Regions from separate parts of the Sus scrofa genome. Here region 1 is linked to region 2. A link is a contact called in public Hi-C data. All regions are on one chromosome and are shown on one strand. The core of a region is the stretch at or near the end of the contact, and the rest is flanking DNA. Distances in the headings are between cores, read along the strand shown.

Region 1 (5,597 bases), core at 2,996-5,495, 230 kb after region 2:
CCTCCCCACCACAGTGCAACACTCCCAGTCCTAGAAATTGAAGCCCAGTGTCCCTCTCTAGTCTGTCCGCTTCTCCTTACCTTAATGGCCACCCTGGTTCCAGTGTCTCTCAACCCTGAAAGCACATTAGAGGCACCTGGAGAGTTTTGACAACCCTCCAGGGCGTCCCCTCTGCCCTGGCATTAGGGACCACATCCTTGCCTCAGCACCAAAGCCCTCACGGTCTGATCCTGGCCAGCCTCTCCGGCTCACCTTGGGCCCCTCTCCTGTGCTCCCCACATTGGCCCCTCTGTTCCTCACAAGTGTCACACCCTTTCTTCCTGGGGGCCTTCTCAGCAGTGGTTTCCTCCTGGAGATTTCTCTCCCTTTCCCCCTGCCCATGTAATGCCCCCTCTCCCACGAGAGGCAGCAGAGGTTAAAAAAAGGAGTTCTCGAGGAGTTTCCTTCGTGGCTCAGTGGTTTACAAACCCGACTAGTATCCATGAGGATGTGGGTTCGACCCCTGGCCTTGCTCAGGGGATTAAGGATCCAGCGTTGCCAGGAGCTGTGGTGTAGATTGCAGATGCGGCTCGGATCTGGTGTTGCTGTGGCTGTGGCTGTGGCCAGCAACTATAGCTCCAACTCAACCCCTAGCCTGGGAACTTCCAGATGCAGCACTAAAAAGAAAAGAAAAAAAAAAAAAAAAAAAAAAAAACAGGAGCTCTAGAGGAAGACAGACAAGTTTCCTATCCCAGTACCAGGATTGCATCCTCTGCCTGGTAACCTGGGCTGTGACTGACACCCTCTCAGCCGCACTCCCTCCCTCCTGGCCTTGCCGGTGCAGAAGAATCAGCACGGGAGAAGGAGCGCAGCAACTTACTTAGATGTCTGCCTTCCTGCTTCCCACTAATACCTATGGAAGAGGGTCGTGATTTGCTTACCTGGTATGTTTTGGGGTGGGGGGAGCGTGAATGCGTATCCCTGTCTGGGTTCCTGAAGTAGCCCCCTGCCCAGAGCTTCCTCCATTCTTTGGTATTTGAGGCACTGGATCATCTCCAGCTTTCCCCAAACTGGGCAATTTACAGCTAAAGAATCGTGACTTCCTCTCTCCGCCATAAAAAAGCAGAAAGCGAGTTGGACATCAAAAGCCTCTTTAAAACCAACATTTTGATGACTTAAGAGTAAATGAATGAGAAACATACGGCTTAAATTTCCTTTATGATACACAAGGGCTCTTTCTGGACTCACTTTCCATTGCTGCCAAGCTAATGATGGGAGTGGAAGTTGCCCAATTCTCACATCATCAACAGATGGCTCCCCATATTTGGAAAATTTTCACATGACTGAGGAAGGAAACTGCCAGCTCCCCAAATCAGTTATGTGCCTGCTTCTCTGTCTCACCCTCGTCGAATGAGGTTCCACACCCAGTGGCCCCAAGGCTCGGGTTGTACAGAATGCCTTTGTGGAGCTGGCAGCAGAGGGAGTGCAGGATCCAGCAAAGATGGGAGGCCTAGAAGCAGGTCCATGTAACTTTCCTGGGCTTCAGTATTCTCATCTGCAAGAGGGAGCTGGTGATCCTTGTTCTATCTAGGATGGAGCCATAAGGATTAACGAGATGACATTCAACAGAGTGTCTGTCACATAGCAAACAGTCAACACTAATTGACCCTGAAAGCAATATGGAGGTAAGGAAGAGTCTTAACTTCCTCTATTAAGTACATAATCATTTTCTGGCTTCTTTTGTTCCTTTTGGTTGGGGAATTGACACAGCTCCGATGGGATGCAAGGAGGACCCAGGAGGCCTGGCCTCATTTTGATGCTTTGATCAGAGAAGAGCCACATGCAGACGTGGAGTTTAGGTGGTAACTCCCAGGATGCTTTATTCTCAGGCCAGTGACACCCCCATCTCCCTAAGGCACATTCTCATGGATATCCAGTCACGTTTGTTACCACTGAGCCACAGAGGGAACTCCAAACATAGGGGTTCTATACTGTGGTGCTCAAGAGCATGTGGTGGAGTCAGAGAGATGGGCTCACAGTCCTGCCCCACAATCCGTCAACTCTTGTAACCCTGGGGAACTGAATTATCTCTCTAATCCTGTTTCTTTAGCTATAAATGAAGCCAATAAAAAGTATTTATCTCATAGGTTGTTGTGAATATTAAAGGGGATAAAAAAAATCCATGTAGAGTGATTAGATTCCTCCTGGCATATGCTGGGTAGACAGTATGTATGGCCATTTTAGATAAAAAGTCAGACAGAAATAAGCCTGAAAGCAACTGAAAACTTCTTGGTCAAAAAAAAATTCCAAATCTCAATAGGTTGGACCTATAGCGCATTTCAGTCAAGACAAAATTTAATTAAGAATACGGAGTTCCTGTGGTGGCTCAGTGGAAACGAATGTGACTAATATCCATGAGGATGCAGGTTTGATCCCTGACCTCGCCCAGTGGGTTAAGGATCTGGTGTTGCCATGACCTATGGTGTAGGATGCAGAAGCAGCTCGGATCCTGCATTGCTATGGCTGTGGTGTAAGCTGGAAGCTGTAGTTTCAATTCGACCCTTAGCCTGGGAACCTCCATAAGCCCCGGGTATGGCCCTAAAAAGACAAAAAATAATAATAAGAAGAAGAATAAAGGCAAGGTCCTGCTCTTAATCTCTCTCTCCCTCCCTCCCTTTCACACACACACACACACACACACACACTCAGGCACACACAGCTTTATAAGGGTAAGACAGGGAAGCCAGCAAAACATATTTGGGAAGAAAAAATTCTGGATTCTGGTAAGTTAGAGACACAACAGGAGGCTGAGTTTTCTGCAGCTGCATTCTAGAAAAGTAGCATCTGGACCTGGCAATGTGACAACGCAGCTTACCTTTTTGTGTCAAACCTCCCTGGAGAACTGCTGAAAGTTCTGAGTGTCTCATTTTAAGAGAGATAGACTCAAGGTGACAGAAGCTAGAACAGGGCAAGCACTGAAAACCATGTCACATGAGAAATGTTTGAAGGACCTGGCATTTTTTGCCAGAGAAGAAAAAGCCCCTAAAATACTATGTTTCATTGACCCTTTCAAGTAGTTATGAAATGCCTCTTAAGTGTCAGGCAATGTGCTATATGTTACCATGGCAATCAAAAAGTCTCCATCTTGGGAGTTTCCACTGTGGCACAGTGGGTAATGATCCAGCTTGTCTCTGTGCAGGTGCCAGTTCCATCCCAGCCTGGTCCTGGCACAGTGGGTTAAGGATCCAGTGTTGCATAGCTCTGGCTCTAATTCAATTTCTGGCCCGGGAACTTCCATACGCCACAGGGACAGCCATAAAAGAAAAAAAAAAAAAGTTTCTATCTTCAAGGTGATACAGTGGGGCTTGGCTCAGGTCCCCTCTTCAAGGACAACAGACTCATCCCCCAGGTACTGGGAATGCCAGAGCTAGTGGTTGCGGTCATGCCCCGTCCCTCACTGGCAGCTGCCTCGCCCAAGGTCTGACATCCCCCTAGGGAGTGGCCTGCTGTGGGAAACAAAGGCCACCTCTGGGCTTCTTCCAAAGGACCATCCCAGCTCCTGGGGCCTCATGGGACCAAATGAGGCTTCTGGCCTCAGCTGTAACCAGAGCGGGATCCACATCTCCCTCCCAAATCCCGCCAATGTCATTTGCTTACAGGATGCCGCCCCATCACGGTCTGGGCACTGGGCGGATGCAGACAGGCAAGCAGGCAACTGCACTAGTGAACAAAACTAGAAATGGGGGCAGCACAGGGCCTGATGGGTACACAGGCCCAGGAGAGCCTCTAATCCAGACTTGAGGGATCAAAGAGGCCCCCCAGAAGAGGTTATCTGAAATGAGATCCAATATGGGGCATGGCTGGGATGGGAAATGATTTTAGCTTCCAGCTAGTCTTGAATGGAAGAGGAGAGACCTGGGCTCTCTAGTATGAGCCCAGGCTGGACAAACGCCTTAGAGGAGCAGCCTGCTCTGTCTCTGCCTCCAGCCTCTCGGATCTCTGCCCAGATCGCACCCAGACAGGGCTCCCTTGCTTTCAACTGCTACTGCCAGCCCGGCAGAGTGCCCCAGGGCAGGAGAAGGGACTCTACTTTGGGGGATTCTGTTTTTCTGTCCCAACGCCCACCCCATCTTAAGAGAGGCTAAGCTCAGAGATGAAAACTCATTCTCTTACAGGAAACAAAGAGCTGTTGCCAGGACCGCCCAGCCAAGAAAATAAGAACAAGATGCCTCGTGCTGCTGGGCTCCCAGCACTCACCGCCTCCAGGGAGGGTAGGGAGACGCCTCCCATCCCAGGCACTCCCATATTTGTTCCCAGCCAGCTTCACCCGAGTATGGGAAGTCCCTCTGGCTATGGTCACATCCACAGCAATAAAATGTCCTGGCTCTCATGGCTATAACCTACCCTATTCAGGGGGTAGGGACACATGGAAGTGATATGAAAAGAGCATTGGGTTTTAGGTCAGCCTGTACCAGCTGACTGTGTGACCCCGGGTGAGACTGTTCACCTCTCTGGGCCTTGGTTTCTTTATCTATGCAATGAGATTGTTCAGCTTCTGTAGTTCTAAGGTTTCTTCCATCTAATTCTAATTTCTGAGGAAGAAAACTGGCAAGCTTACCAATTTAACCAGAATCTCAGAGCCCAACAGCTGACATCTCTCACCCCCTCAATTTCTACTCTTCTTCTTCCTAAGAGAATGGAGAACCCAGGGAAATTAGTGAGATGTCCCTTCAAAACCATCCTGTTGTTTTCCTCGGGCCTCTAGGTCAAGGTGAAGACCAGTGAAAGCTTTAGATAAAGAAGGTGCAATGGCAGGGATGCAGATTCAATCCTCAGCTGAGCAAAGTGGTGTAGGTCGCAGATGGGGCTCGGATCTGGCGTGGCTGTGGCTGTGGCATAGGTCAGCAGCTCCAATTTGACCCCTAGCCTGGGAATTTCCATATGCCACAAGTGCGGCCTTAAAAATAAAACACACACACAATGAGAGCACTCTGCAGCCACTAGGATGTCTAGAATCAAAAAGACAAATAATAAGAAGTGTTGGTGAGGAGGTGGAGAAATTGGAACCATCATACACTTCTGGCAGGAATATAAAATGGTACAGCCGCTTTGAAAAACTGCGGGTTCCTCAAAGGCAAAACGTATATGACTCAGCAATTCCACTCCTGGGTATACACCTAAGAAAAATGAAAACACATGTCCATGCAATATGTCCACAAGTATTCAGAGAAGCATTGGTCATAAAAAGCAAAACGTGGGATTCCCCTGTGGTATAGCAGGTTAAGGATCTTGAGGTTTCACTGCAGTGGCTCAGGTTGCTGCTATGGCAATCCCTGGCCCAGGAACTTCTCCATGCTGCAGGAGTGGCAAAAAAAAAAAAAAAAAAAGGAAATATCCCAAATGTCTATCAACTGAAAAACAAATAAACAAAATTTGGTATATCTATGCAATGGAGTATTATTTAGCAATTTTAAAAATGTAAAACAGAATGAACCTGAAAAAACATGATGCTAAGTGAAAGAAACCAGTCAAAAGGGACCACATATTATATGATTCCATTTATATGAAATATCCAATCTACAGAGACAGAACCTAGATTAGTGATTGTCTAGGTCTGG
Region 2 (6,125 bases), core at 2,487-4,986:
ACAGCCGAGCTCCACCCACAGAAGAACATGAGCCACGGGATCTTTGCCCAGAGGAAGACTCTCTCCCACTAACGAAAAGAAAATGCAGCAGTTAACTACTAACTGCACCCTGTCCTAACTTTCAGATTCATTGGCTTCCCTGTGTGGCCATCTCATTACATTTTTCTTCATCAGCTTGTGCAGAATGTGGATCATTTTAAATTTACTATTTACACAATAAAAGCCATAAAACAGCAAACAAAAGAGGTAGGGGGAAATTATCACAAATCTCATTGCTTCATCCTAGCACTTACTGTCTTGAAAGAGTCCTTTTTATCTTAATGTGTTTATTTGTAGTTAATCATAGTGCATATATGTTATCATGTCCTCTTATTTGAAATATTCCAGGGTTTTTTCATGTTGCTACCTGGTCTTTGGAATAATAATAATAATAGACCATGGAGTTCCCATCGTGGCTCAGTGGTTAACGAAGTCAACTGGCATCCATGAGGACACAGGCTCCATCCCTGGCTTCACTCAGTGGGTTAAGGATCTGGTGTAGCCATGAGCTGTGGTGTAGGTCATAGATGTGGCTTGGATCTGGCATTGCTGTGGCTGTGGTGTAGGCTGGCGGCTGCAGCTCCAATTAGACCCCTAGCCTGGGAACCTCCATATGCCATGAGCGCAACACTAAAAAGACATTATAATAATAATAATAATAATAATAATAGACCAGGAGTTCCCATTGTGTCAAAGTAGAAACGAATCTGACTAGGAACCATGAGGTTGCGGGTTCTATCCCTGGCCTCGCTCAGCGGTCAGGGATCTGGCGTTGCCGTGAGCTGTGGTGTATGTTGCAGACATGGCTCAGATCTGGCGTTGCTGTGGCTGTGGTGTAGGCCGGCGGCTACAGCTCCGATTAAATCCCTAGTCTGGAAACCTTCATGCGGCCCTAAAAAGACAAAAAAACAAACAAACAAACAAAAAAACACCAATAATAATAATAATAATAATAGACCAGATTATCCTATCATGTGAATAAAACACAATGCATATTACTATGCTGGCTGAACACTTATGTGGTGTCCAATTTTTCAACATTAAAGATAATGCTGCAGCAAATCTTCTTGCCCAATATTTTGATTTATCCTTAGAGATGTTATGTTTGAGTATTAGGTCAGAAAATAGCATTTTTATGGCTTTTGATAGGTAGTGTCAAATTCCTTCCAAAGGCCATGACTACCCCAGTTTATATTACCCCACTGATTTCACCTCACCTATCCAGCAAGTGATTCCCTTTTAAAATTGCTTGGTAACTTTTTCTGGTTTATAGTTTTCTCAGTATGAAGTTGAAATTTTATTTTATTTATTAATTCATTTATTTTTGATGTATGGTTCATGGCTCGAAAAACATCTGTGGTGTCTTTTGCCCTTTTTATGAGATCTTAATATCATCCTTATGACGTTCTGTGAAATATACAGACAAATTGATTTTTTCCAAATAAAGATACTTCGTAGTGAACATCTAATTTCCTAGTTTGCCCTTTTTATCTGTACTATGGCTTTTACACACAAATTTACCTAACTTTTTGTAGTGAAATATATCAATAATTTTGTAGGTTTGTCTGCTGTTTCTAGAATGTTAGCTCTGCTCTAGGAAACGTTCAATTTTACTCTTGATTATTAATTATTGTGATTTTATCTTTAACAGAGATATTTGACTTTCATTCTGAAATTTATTCTAGTGTGAGGTATATCAAGTTGGTTACATTTTCCCTTTTTTAAAAAAAGCTATTGACTAATTCCAATACCACGTCTTGAGAAATCTTTCTTTTTCCATTTTCTTCTGCTATCTTCTTTATCATATTGAACTTCTACAACCTACACACATAGAATAGGATTCTGAGTACTTACTTAATTCCAGCTCATTCTTGTCCCAGTGCTACCATTTTAAATATTATCATTATATAATATTTTAATTTAAGAACTTGATCCTCCTCTTGGCTATTTTAATTCTAATTTTTTAAAAATAATCCTTCCCGGTTTTATTCTTTAAGATTAATTTTAGATCCATTTTCTCAACTTCCAAAAACCCCTCTGAATTTTTATCTGCATCCATGTGGCAGTAATAATTTAGTCACTCCATACATTAATTTGTGAAGAATTGATTTCTTTACAGTATTGAATCATATGGTAGTACTTTCCTGTCACAAAAGAGTCAGGAGGCGCACTTGGAACCAAGACACAAGGAAATGGGCATGGATAGCCTGGGCCAGGGGGCTGTGACCACGAGGTGGAGGGGTGGGAGTGAGGGGTCTCTCTGGGTGTCTCTGGCTTGGCTTGGGCCACACATGCCCACCTGCCTACTTGTCTGCCAGAGCACATTCAGGTGAGGAACGAGCAATGGGCCCATGGGGTCGGAGACCTGGGTTCTAGCCCCACCTAGAGTATTTCTAGCTCATTCTGTGCCAGACAAAGCCATCCTCCTGCCATGGCCTCATCCCCAAGGTCCCTTCCAGCTTTGAAATCCCTCTTCGTGGGGGCAGAGGAGGTGGGGTGCAGGAAAGCAGAGATCCTTCCTAACTCATCCTGCACCCAGCCCAGCGCCTCCTCCCCACATCCCTGTCCCATCCCTCCAGGAAGAAGAAAGAAGAAGGAATTTTGTGTTGCCCCAGTTCACAGAAGAGTTTTGTCCTGGTCCATCTGTTCAGAACACCCTCTCAGAGGCTCGAATGTGAACAGAAACCACCAGGGAGCGTGCAAAGCTGTGGCTCTTAGTCATAGATCTGGGTGGCAGTGATGCCCTTAGTCTGAAGAGCACATTTGTGTAGCGAAGTTCTAGAACACAGATCTGGTGGAACTTCTTGACCTAAAAAGAAGGGGAAGTAGAAGGTGGGGGTGAGGGGGGCAGTGCCTGGAGTCCTGGTCACAATTATGCTTTAAAAGTATGTGGGAGACAAGAAACTTGGAAATAAAACCATTTGACACATTATAGGGATGGTGAGATTGAGAGTGACTTTCTTCTACATGGTTGCCGCTTTTGAGTATTTGCAAAGAATCCACACTCTAAAGAACTCTCTCAGTGAAGGAAAAACAAAAGCAGTTCTTGGTCCCGCAGCCACACAGGGCTGGCTGGGCCACAGCGCTCGTTGTCCCCTTCCCTGAGTGACTGCACTCCTGAGGTAAGATTTCTCTCTGGCTGGGAGGTTTTCAAAATCTTTTCCAACAGCCTGCATGAGTTTGCTCTAGTTTAGAAGCATTTGAGGTGTAGCCAGAGCCCAGAGAGTCAAGTGTGACAAACCGCCCACCTCTCATGCAGATGCAGCCTTTATGGATGTAGAAAAATCCCTGGTTCCCCTTTGGGGTTAACCACAGCCAGGCCAGGTGATCAGGATGCCCTCCCCCTCCCTCCCCCATCCCCCAAAAGCGCTCAGAAAAATCTCTGAGTTAAAAGTTTGCCTTTCTTACTGGAAGAATTTTTATTAGGCCAAAGCGTTGACAAGTTTGTCATTCCCAGAATCTGCTAACACCCTCCCCTGACTCCCTTCGATTTTTAGTACTTTTTCCCTCCTCCTTTTTTGGGGTGGGGGGTGGGTGGAAACTGTCTCGAACAGGCAGAAAGTTTTATCCAAGGTGTTTGGCAGTGACTCCGCGTGCTGGGAAAGATTTATGTCTCTGTTCTCTGGCACTGCCTAGTGTGAGCTCACTTAAAACAACCGAATAAATGAGTTCACTTTATCCCGTCAAAATGGAACCGAGGGTGGCGTGGTACCCAGCTGGGGTCCACAGGGACCCTGAGGCAACGTTCCTGTCTCAATGGCTTGTGCTGAGCTCAGCCGTTTTTATGTCTGTCTGAGATCATTAAAACGAGGAGGCCAGGGAGCAGAAAGACCCGTGGAATTGGTGGTAGGATGGAAACCCCGCTTGGAGCCTGGAGGGCCCAGCCCAAAGCATGAACACAGGGGATCGTTTAAAAGGCTGCCTCTCACCAATTGGTTTGGCCTGAGCTCCTTGAAGGGGCCTTCTCTGGAGAGGCCAATGGTCACAAGAATATTGGTCATTTTGTCATAGTTTTTTCTTTCTTGCTGCCCTACCACCACTTAATGAAACCAGGCCCATTAAAACAGGGCCTTGGAGTTTCCATTGTAGTTCAGTGCTAAAGAATCTGACTTGTATCCATGAGGATATGGGTTTGATCCCTGGTCTTGCTCAGTGGGTTAGTGATCCGTTTCTGCAAGATGCGGTATAAGCTGCGGATGCGCCTCGGCTCCTGCATTGTTGTGACTGTGGTGTAGGCCAGCCACTGCAGCTCCAATTTGACCCTTAGCCTGGGAACTTCTATATGTTGCAAGAGCGGCCCTAAAAAAAAAAAAAAAAAAAAAAAAGAAAAAGACAGGGCCTTGCTCCCCCTGAAAAAGGAATATGGATTCTGTCTTGGGTGGCTTTTCTGGATCAGGCCCAGGTCTATCGTTCTCATGTGGATTCAGGCTCAGGATTCATGGAACACCTGTGCTATTAACCTGAGGCAACGTGATTAGAAACAGCTGCCCCAAAGAGAAGGCCTGTGCCCCACAGCCCTGAGCAGAGGGAAGCTGGCAAGCTGGAGGCTCAGGATCTGGGCCTGCCATCCAGGAGAGGCGGTCCACTCTCCGCTAGGCTAGGGTTTGTTCCTCCTTCCAGAGGCCCGGGCTGCAGACAGAGTGTGGGATGGTTTCTGTCTTGGGGTGAGGGACTCAGGACTATAATAACTCCTAACAATTTCTTAACATTTAAAGGTGACAGAGCATATCTCCTAGATGCCTAGACTGTAAGCAGCCTAAGGGTGGGGGTTGTGCCTGCCTTCTGGGAAAGGGAGGGAGTAAATCAATCCTCACTAGTTCTGGGAAACTCCCAAGGAAACTTAAGATGCCATTTGATAAATGCGGAAGGTGAGAGGTAGAGGTTTCCATCCTGCAGCAGTTCTGGGATTGTACTGCAGGCCTGTCTGAATCCTTGTTCTTTGCCCTTCCCCTTCATCGGCACTATCTAAACTTTTTTTTTTTTTTTTCGGTCTTTTGTCTTTTTTAGGGCCGTACCCTCGGCATATGGAGGTTCCCAGGCTAGGGGGCGAATCGGAGCTACAGCTGCCAGCGTACACTACAGCCACATGGGATCCGAGCCTCGTCTGCCACCTACACCACAGCTTACAGCAATGCTGGATCCTTAACCCACTGAGCGAGGCCAGGGATCGAACCCACAACTTCATGGTTCCTAGTTGGATTCGTTTCCGCTGTGCCATGTAGGGAACTCCAATACTGGCCAAACTTCAATCATCTTTGCATTCACCTTTGCCAATCTCCATACCATTTACATGTATATATCCTTAAATCGGTTCTTTTTACTTAAAAATATAACTAATTTGATGTGCAAAATTAGCACACCAAATTAGTTATATTTTTCTTTCATTAAGGATAAGTATTTGCAAGGTAACAGTTATCACCTGCCCAACAGGCTCTCATGATACCAGAGTCCTGATTCTAGGTGTGGTCCCCAGATTGGCAGCATCAGCATCACCTGAAAACTTCTATAAATCCAAATTCTCAACTCCTACCACAGACCTCTTGCCTCAGAAACCCCAGAAATGGGGCTCACAAGCTTTTTTCTCAAACCCTCTGGGTGATTCTGACACCTTCTGAAGTTCAGGAATCATTACACTAGAGTGTTGGACCCCTCAGGAGTGTCCCAATTGGGTCGCCTTTGCCCCCACCACTCATGGATTCTCACCATGTGGTCCCCAGGACCACAGAGCTTATGAAAGCTCTGGGTCAATAGCGTTAGACCATCAGGAAAGATGAGTGTGGTGTGAATGGACATCTGCATCAAGGAAAACACCTTGAAACTTAGACCTAAGAATACAAAGAGCCAGTGTTGGCTCATTTCTCAGCAACTCCTTGGGTCAGAATTCAGAAGTGATAAGAGGACCTGGCAAAGCAGCTAGCTCCCATTGTTTAGAACAGCTCTATCCAACAGAACTTTCTACAATGACGGAAATGTTCAATATCCACATTATGCTGGGAGACTGTTCTCCGCAGGTCTTGCACATCCTCACACTTGGCAAGCAGAGACACTGAATGCCTTCTTTCTGGACACTGTTCCAGGACCTTTGT

What was found. A called contact is a pair of places that touch in the nucleus more often than the background predicts.
Region 1: a contact with region 2 is called in a Hi-C map of omental adipose tissue, with 2.3 times the contacts expected there. The contact joins two enhancer-like sites. A contact is called at or near these places in 3 of 5 promoter capture datasets (fetal liver, fetal skeletal muscle and liver), 31 of 47 Hi-C or Micro-C datasets (adipose tissue, alveolar macrophages, blood and 17 more) and 1 of 2 datasets of contacts at active chromatin or transcription factors (skeletal muscle).

The regions. Positions count from the first base shown.
Region 1 is chr9:53,278,441-53,284,037 of Sscrofa11.1, forward strand. No RefSeq gene overlaps it. Among named protein-coding and RNA genes, the nearest start is that of RPUSD4, 28 kb to the right of the region's middle. Within about 2 kb of position 4,246, at least 11 of the 83 cell types and tissues checked have an H3K27ac peak or open chromatin away from gene starts, as enhancers often do. A contact at or near this core is called in adipose tissue and omental adipose tissue, where this site is marked.
Region 2 is chr9:53,048,300-53,054,424 of Sscrofa11.1, forward strand. No RefSeq gene overlaps it. Among named protein-coding and RNA genes, the nearest start is that of DDX25, 22 kb to the left of the region's middle. Within about 2 kb of position 3,737, at least 9 of the 83 cell types and tissues checked have an H3K27ac peak or open chromatin away from gene starts, as enhancers often do. A contact at or near this core is called in adipose tissue and omental adipose tissue, where this site is marked.